2 separate regions of the Mus musculus genome follow, and region 1 is linked to region 2. Evidence: chromatin contacts called from public HiChIP or PLAC-seq data. All regions are on one chromosome and are shown on one strand. The core of a region is the stretch at or near the end of the contact, and the rest is flanking DNA. Distances in the headings are between cores, read along the strand shown.

The links. HiChIP or PLAC-seq counts read pairs in DNA pulled down with a chosen protein or histone mark.
Region 1: an H3K27ac HiChIP or PLAC-seq map of embryonic stem cells shows a contact between it and region 2, with 6 read pairs. The contact joins the promoter of 1700067G17Rik here to the enhancer-like site in region 2. A contact is called at or near these places in 3 of 39 promoter capture datasets (the 3T3-L1 cell line, embryonic stem cells and liver), 2 of 484 Hi-C or Micro-C datasets (frontal cortex and nephron progenitors), 8 of 115 datasets of contacts at active chromatin or transcription factors (embryonic stem cells and extraembryonic endoderm stem cells) and 1 of 9 other capture datasets (embryonic stem cells).

Annotation. Positions count from the first base shown.
Region 1 is chr1:89,014,391-89,018,449 of GRCm38.p6, reverse strand. It overlaps 1700067G17Rik (RIKEN cDNA 1700067G17 gene), which reads right to left and starts at 2,337. Exons shown (of 3, transcript NR_040471.1): 1 at 2,078-2,337; 2 at 1,801-1,904. Gm34194 (a long non-coding RNA gene) reads left to right here and starts at 2,272. Exons shown (of 9, transcript XR_003947921.1): 1 at 2,272-2,477.
Region 2 is chr1:88,798,262-88,802,424 of GRCm38.p6, reverse strand. No RefSeq gene overlaps it. Among named protein-coding and RNA genes, the nearest start is that of Platr5, 45 kb to the right of the region's middle. Within about 2 kb of position 1,779, at least 28 of the 459 cell types and tissues checked have an H3K27ac peak or open chromatin away from gene starts, as enhancers often do. A contact at or near this core is called in embryonic stem cells and extraembryonic endoderm stem cells, where this site is marked.

The sequences.
Region 1 (4,059 bases), core at 1,088-3,587, 220 kb before region 2:
AAATAAATAAGTACATCTTTTTCTTTAAAAAGTTTATTTAGGCAAATAAGCATCTCCGAAGCATTTTTTAAATAAAATTCTTAATTTGTGTTTCAAGGATATTTAAGACACTATTGAGATAATGATGGATCTTTGCAAGCACAATGCAAACGAAACTGATGTTAAACCCACCAATCAACCCAGAAACTCGCCTTGAGAAAGCTTTTGGTTGTCAGTATGAGATGGGTCTTTGGAATTGGTGGGTTCTGACAGAGTGGTGTACCTGTGACAAAGGGCGGCACACTATGAAATGGTAAGGGATATAAGGCATACTGTATATGCTGTTTTAGTTGCATTCTTTAGCAGCTTAGAGTAGGAAGGTTTTATTCGACTTACATTTCCAGACCTCAGTCCATCATTAAAGGAAGTCAGGGTGAGAACTCAAGCATGAACTTGAAGCAGAAACCATGGAGGGCTGCTGCTTGCTGGTTCATCAGCAGGCTGTGCTTAGCTAGCTTTCTTGTACAGCCCAGGACCATCTGCCTAGGGAATGGTGCTACCCACAGTGAGCCAATTAGCAATCAAGACAATCCTCCACAGATATGCTTGCAAGCAAGTACAATATCCCTGATTGGAACAGTTGAGTCTCCTACCTCTGGTGACTCTAGGCTATGTCAAGTTTGGACAATTAAAGTTGACTAGGACATATGACATCAGATGAAAACAGAAAAAGCAACTTATACAAAAGTGTGCAGGTCTTTCCCTTACAGTAAAGAAACATAGTATTATATTCATTAGTTGCTTTTCATAAGTTAAGATAATTTTGCATTGGGAAATTATCCCTAGAAAACGAAATATAGAACCATCATATCATCTATTAATAACACACACACACACACACAGACACACACACACCCAGAGAGAGAGAGAAAGAGAGAGAGAGAGAAAGAGAGAGAGAGAGAGAGAGAGAGAGAGGTCACTGCAGTACTGTTCACTATTCACACTGGTTGTGCAACCAACCTGTGTCCATCAATGCAATATGCATAAGGAAAACAGGACATATATACACAATTGAATATACTATTCAGCCCTAAGAAAGGCAATCCTAACATTTGAGACAATTTAAATGAACCTGACATTATGGTATATGAAGAGGTTAGACAAAGAAAGGCAAATACATCATGACCTCAGTGATGTGTGGAATCTAAAAAATATGAGTTCAATACACACACACACACACACACACACGCACATGCACACACATATAGAGAGAGACAGAGACAGAGAGAGACAGAGAAAGAGTAGAACGGTGACTGGATTGTTGAAGGAGGAACTTTGGGGAGTGTCAGTGGAGGAAGACAAACATGATTGGACATAAAGAGTAACTTCAAGAGACTTACCACACGCTACAGCACCAGTATAGTAATAGTTAATATACATATTATGTTCTCAGAAAATGCTAAGAGTTTATATAGTCTCACTTCAAATACTAACTATGCAAAACAACACATACATTAATTAACCAAATTATTCATTGCACAATGTGTATATACTTTGGAATGGCATGCAGTACATGATAATTTATACAATTTTATCTGCCAATTAAAAATGGCTTTTGAGGTGAAGATTATTTTTGGATGAATCAAGATATTTTGGTTATTGTGTTCTAGCGCTGGCTGTGGGCGTGAGAAGAAATCCAGCACAAAAAATCTCTATTAGACGATGCCCTGGGTCACTATAGCGAGGCTCCATCTCCCTCACTGGTCTCTACAGGATACATATGTCTGAGGTGGCCTGGGAAAATTTATTTGTTTTACTTGCCTTTAAATTTCACGGAGTCCAGAAGGCACTTAAAGGAAGGAACTTAGATCACATGTGTCAGAATCCATCTAGTTTCTTGACAGTGAACCACCAGAGCCTGCTGCCTCTAAGAATTAGGGATAGAAAGTCACCTGCAATTTCAGAAAAAACAAAAAACAAAAAACAAAAAACAAGAGTGTTTGCTGAGGAGGGGAGGGAACCCACAGAGGGTTCCTGAGTGGGAAAGCCGCCAAGGAGCTGGAGTTGAGGACCGTGGGCATGGGAAGGCAGTGAGTACCATATCTGATGCTGAAGAAATGGAGCGCTGCTGGCTGAGTAGACCAGGAGCCTGAGAAACATCCCCGCTACTGAGATAGAAGCCAATGGTCTGAAAAAGAGATGGAGGGGAAAGGAAGGGAAGAGGTGTGAGCAGCCCGGAGAGGGGGAGACCTCGTGCACTTCAGGAGGTCGAAACCAAAAGGGAGACGAAGAAAGACAGATGTTTTTTGAGTTAAAGATGGAGTTCGCCCTCCAGGGTCACTAGAACAAAATGGCCTCAGTTAAGAGTCCACACCTAGACTTGGCACCACGAGGCTTCCTTATTCAGGAACAGAGAAGGAACATCGGAACACTGAGTTTCAGGTTGGGGGTGGAGTAACCGCTTTGAAATCAGAAGCAAAACTGGGAACCGCAGAGAGGTAAGGGGAACAGACCCTTTCACTTCCAAGTTGCTTTTAGTTTTGGTTTTTATCATAGCAAAAGAAAGCCAGGCAGAACTGTAAAGAAGGGAGAAAACTTGTCGAATCAGAGAAAATGTTTTATTGTCAGAAATTAGAGAGACAGAGACAGACAGGGGCAAGGGTGAGGGTAGGGGTTGGTTTTTCCTTAATGCAACTCGGAGAAATGTCTTTCCTATCCGGCTTCCAGAAGCTTCCTTGCCTGCGCGTTAGACCTGCTTCTGTGCTGAGTTTTTATATCCTGCCCAGGCTTGGTCACAGAAACCGCCCCGTGCCTCTCCTAGTTTCCACAGCTCCCAGGCACGCAGGTACTTTGGGCGGTGTCTGCACTTTTGCTTGGAGGAGTGCTCTGACCTCATGACTCAGCAGATGCCACGCTTAATTGGAGGTCTGGGAGGGGACGGTAGTTGGCTCCCTTGTGTTTCTCTCCAAAATGGTCCAAGTTTAACGGCTGCCTGTGCTGATCCTGAGCAGGTGTGTGATGGCTGAGAAGGCGTTTTCAGAGCATACAATAGCCTGTTTACCTGCTGTCTTCCCCTCCAACCCCCCTCCTTTAACTATTTCCTCCCTATCCTCCAGAGAGTCTGTCTGTGCCTGAGAATTAAGCTTTTGCCTTCACTTCGTTTTTATATATGGAATCTAATTAAACCTTTCAATTTGATTTTATGTGTGTCTGTATATGGTATATACATGAGGTGTGCACTCAACTGTGTTTGCCCATAGGCTGAAGGTCCATACCAGGTCTCCTCTTCTGGTTTCCATTTTATTCCCTGATACAACCCTCCCTAGATCATCATATCCTGAACTCACAGCCAGGAGAAACATATTTTCTTAATAAAGCACCTCTATTGTTATTGCTAGATCCTTAGTGTGTTTTCTGGTTATGGTAGATTTCAACTTATTTTTCTTGTTTCTCCTCCAGTCGGTGCTGATTGGTCAGTGTTTTCCACATGTTTTCTGGGATGCCTGTCTGACCTTGTCTGGCTGACCAGGCGCAGTGCTAGGGAGATCCTCTGTGTTTTTGAGGTAATTTTGGCTATGCTAAAGGTGTCTTGGAGTGGGGGCTTCCTGCCAGGTGCTCTCCTCTGCCTGTTAATTTTAGTCCAGTGCCCAGTCCCCCACTCTGTCTACAGAGCGTGCTAATCTCTGATTTAGGCTCTGATTTTCTGAATACCACATTGGGTCCCCTGGCCTCACCTCTATTCTGACTTGATTCCATTTGTGTAGTAGGTGTCACCTCCCAATTGCACCCTCTCTTTGAAGGAAAGACCTTTCAATGCACCCTCTCCTAGATGGAGAGAGAAAGTTACAGGACTCATAAGGCTCTCCCCGGGGCAATATACTATTAGAAATTGCTTGAGAGAGGAGACTCTTTGCAGGAGCCAGAGCTGTACATGGCGTTCCAAAGATGCCCCTCTGGCGAGTCCCGTGCTGGGGCTGGCTTTGAGTCATCTATGCTTCTATAAGGAGCATGCTCTTGTAAGTAAAGCACAGGAAGCCCACTGGTTCACCCACCTAAAGCTTGGGTGGAATTGCTTCTCTG
Region 2 (4,163 bases), core at 530-3,029:
CACTGCACTCATGTGGCCAAACCCACACACAGGCCCATAATCGATACAATACAGTACAATACAATACATTACAATACAAAGCAATACAAAGCAATACAGTACAATACAATACAATACAATACAATACAATACAATACAATACAATACAATACAATACAATACATTTTTTACAAGAAAAGATAGGAGAAGGGTGTGCTCCATGTTGAGACACAGAAATTCCATTATGCAGCTAACATAGTTGTAAACAGCCTTGAAGCCAAGCATGACTGCATTAAAATACTTAAGAGATGGATTTGGAGTAGTTACATTGACTTTCAGTAAAATCTAATTAACTATAAGTTTGCATCAGTTTATTTGCAATAATAGTTACATTTAATTTAACAAACAGCTTGCCAGATCACCATGAAGTTGACAAAGTCATCTCCTGAGCCACTTGCTGGGTGCTGGTCTGACAGACTCTAGGTCACCTGTGACACCCAGCCACTGTGACTTAAGCCATAGATAGGATCCTAAGTCATGGGATCGAGTCTTGGGACATCTTGATTTCTTTGGTGAGGGCTTTGGGGATCTGCTGGCTAGCACATTTCATCTCAGTATGAAGATGAATTAGAATCAACTTGTTAGCACACCTTAAGAAAGATGGAGGGCTGAGATGTGACCTGTTAGTAGAGTCTTCACTTAGTACCCATGACACCCATGAGTACCCATGAGTATCCATGAGGTTCTATCCTCAACTCAGGAAAATAAAACAAACAAAAAAGTTATAGCAGAAATGTCACCTCAAATTGCCTAGTGAACAATTTTTTTTGAAGTGAATGAATAAGTTAGAAAACTTCACTGAGCAATCTAGCTCTAATCTAACACCTGGATGAGTACTGATATCTTTTGGATCCTCCCTCCCTCCCTCCCTCCCTCCCTCCCTCCCTCCCTCCCTTCCTTCCTTCCTTCCTTCCTTCCTTCCTTCCTTCCTTCCTTCCTTCCTTTGGTTTCAGGACCTGGAACAAGAGACTGAAGTGCATAACTTACATACCAAAGCAGACTAGGCCTCCAGGTTCTCCCAGCATTCCTCAGTTCCTACCTGGTACACCCTGCCCCCAACCCTGAACTTTCCACCCCAGAGGCTCCTCCCTATATAATAATCCAGACATGTTGGTCTCTATTCCTTTCCTCTCTCTCTCTTCTCTCTATGCTCATACCCTTTCTCTCTTTCTCTGTCCCCCATCCCTCCCAATGGCAACTCCTCTGGCCTCAATTCCCAATAAACCTGCCTTTAATATGATCTAATCTAATCTGGTTTGAATTGGCTCATTTCACCAGCGGCAAAGAACTAACCTATCACCTTTCTCTCTTTTCCCTGAGAAGGCACTAGAAGCAGCTGTCCACCAAGGGAAGCAGTTCTCTGTGTAAGGACCCAGCCCCCTCCACTTTCAGTATCCTTCCCAGTGGCTCAAAATGCATGTGGGACCAATGCTCTGGGAAGCAGTGAGCAGAAGTCAGGACTCGGTTTTTGTGAAATCTTAGACCTGGAAGCCAGTTGAGTCCCCCTGACTTGAGGTATCTTTGAGCTCTAAACACACAGGGACAGCCAGCTACCTGTCAACACTGCCATTAAACCTGACCGTGGGACTAAAGCAGGGTCCCAGAAGTCACATCTGTTATTGTTCTGCTTTGTTACTTCAGGACAACAGTGCCTGTGTCTTCCTCCTCCTCACTAGATTTCACCACACCCTTGCCTCGGAGGCCAGGGAAACACAATGCCCTTCAAGTTCTAGCTGAAGGACACTGGACTTTGCACAGAAGTGGCTGCTCCTGCAGTGTGCGGAGGAGTGGGTAGGGTGGGGCTGGCTCGGAATCCACTCTCTAGCCTGAGGCACTTGCATTAAGTCCATTGTTTATTCATGAGCTGTTGTTTTTATAAATTTATAGAGTACATCCTTTGCCGTAGGCAGGCTATATTATACACTTTACAAAGCAGAGACTCTCCTCTCTCAAATTCTTAGATAATTTGAAAGCACCATGCTTGGTGGATAGCACTGTTCTTGAAGTGTTTGTTCTTAACTTGGTCACTCCCATAAAAAACTGCAGGTGACTTGCAGGCTTCATGTTCAGCAAGCCCAATTTTTTGTTTTTATTTGTTGTCTTTTGTTTGTTTTTAAATCACAAAGGCAAGGATAGGTGGGTCCTTTTTTTCTCTCTCTCTCATTATGCAATTTTGCCTCAAAATGCTTAGGCTTTCAAACTCTTCCTAAGAATCTCGTCTTCAACAATTCCAGAAATGCCAGTCAGGCAACTCTGAACTTCGTGTAATCACAAATGATGGCTCAAAGCCCCGAACTTATCTCCTGTACAACACAAGGCCCAACTGTGCCTTGGGACAATGAACAATGTGCTCCACGGTAACACGTTAGATGGTGCGTGAGTGTCAGCTACTGAAGCACACAGGGGATGGTCGGTTAAGAACCCCCTCTCCCACCCCACCACACACACACACACACACACACACACACACACACACACACATGAGAATCACTCCGAACAGCCAGGGGATGAGGGAAATGGCTCTTTAATAAGGCTGGCCTGTTTCTGCCTAACCTCCTAGGGAAAGTAGCCATGAACAGACAATGTTAGCAGTTTCTATAAATACTCAATGTTCCACACAGGCTATCCTCTTTGAGTCTCTTTTAGGTCCTGACTTTAAACTGTTAAGCGGAGACAAAAGACTTCGAGTCTGGCTGTTCCAACAAGTAGAAGATTTACACAGCAAAGATACTGTCACGATTACTTTTGAAGTGAACCGGTATTGTTCTTTTCTGGTAGTTCTTACCCAGGGTCAGGACCGCCTGCCTGCCTGCCTGCCTGCATCTCTGCCTGTCAGAATTAGGTCTTTCCCTGATAAACACAAAGCAGCACAGGACCATGGCTGGGACCCTGCTGCTCCCTGGGAATGGCCTGCTAAAGGCATGTTCTTTTATATGGGAATGAGCCGGATGCGCTGTGAGCCAGGGATGCCTTCTTTAGTCCTGGGAACAGGACCTAATTAGGAGCAATCTTAGTCAACAAATTAACAGAAATATATTCTCACCAAACCTAATCTCAGCTTATATTAGACGTACAGCCTTTTCCTCTCTAGTTGCTGACAAGCTTAGCTAGTTCCTACTTATGTTCGAGTTACATTAGAGGCAGCGCTCCTTCAGCTGGATCCTACTCTATCTCCGTAGTGAGGTTTTATTGTTTTTCTTATTTTGTTGCTTTTTTCAAAGGGCAAGCCATTAATCACTGAAGTCAACAGGAACTCAGAGAAGCCCCCAAAGGGAACGTTCCTAGGAGTCTTCCGTGAGGGCCATAGTGGAGAAGATCCTGCTTTAGGGATTTAGACCTTGACCTGCCTTTGAAAGCATCATTCATCTTTAATAATCCTCCCCACGGCTTCTCCTTTTAGAAGTTTTTGTTAATGGAATTTACATAATGGAAAGAAAAGCCAGGCTCATCCTGGGCAGAGGCATAGTTTACAAGAGGCCTCCTGTGTTTAATTTGTTTTGACGTTGATCCGTTGAGTTTGGGGGCCTGAGAGCTTTCTGAAGTTACGAACAGACTTGAGAGGCAGGCCCGGAACGTTAGATGGGAGATGTCTCAAGGCTCCTTGTACAACCTCTTCTCCACTGCGTTCATTGTGAATTCTGCATAGGTGCGGCCCATCCGGGAGCAAGGCTGTCCCTACTGGCATCTCTCAGTGATAGAAGGCGTCCTTCTGGAGAGAGCGTCTTCCAGAGCTTACCCTCCCACTGTGAACACGATACTCTGCTCTGTGCGGCGCCTTCATCTATATGCACACGTCCATGACTTTGCTATTATCACAAAACCTTCTTTAGTTCACTCTGGCCAGTGCAGACGTGTTCTTCTCACCCCCTGGGAGAAAGGAATAGAGTTTTCTAGAACCAACCGTGAGTGGCCACGGTCAGGGAGTACAGATTCTAGTTTCTCCAGGGGCTGTGTGCCAGTGTGATAATAAGGGACTAGAAGTCGGATCCCTTGATAGGTAGACTGATAGGTGTGGGTTCGAGTCCCACCTCGAGCTAGGTAAAGATGGTGAACTTCCAAAGTGGCTGGCTTCTTCCTCACCCTCCGGACCTGAGACAGAAACCTGGCAGCTTAAACAAAGGCCT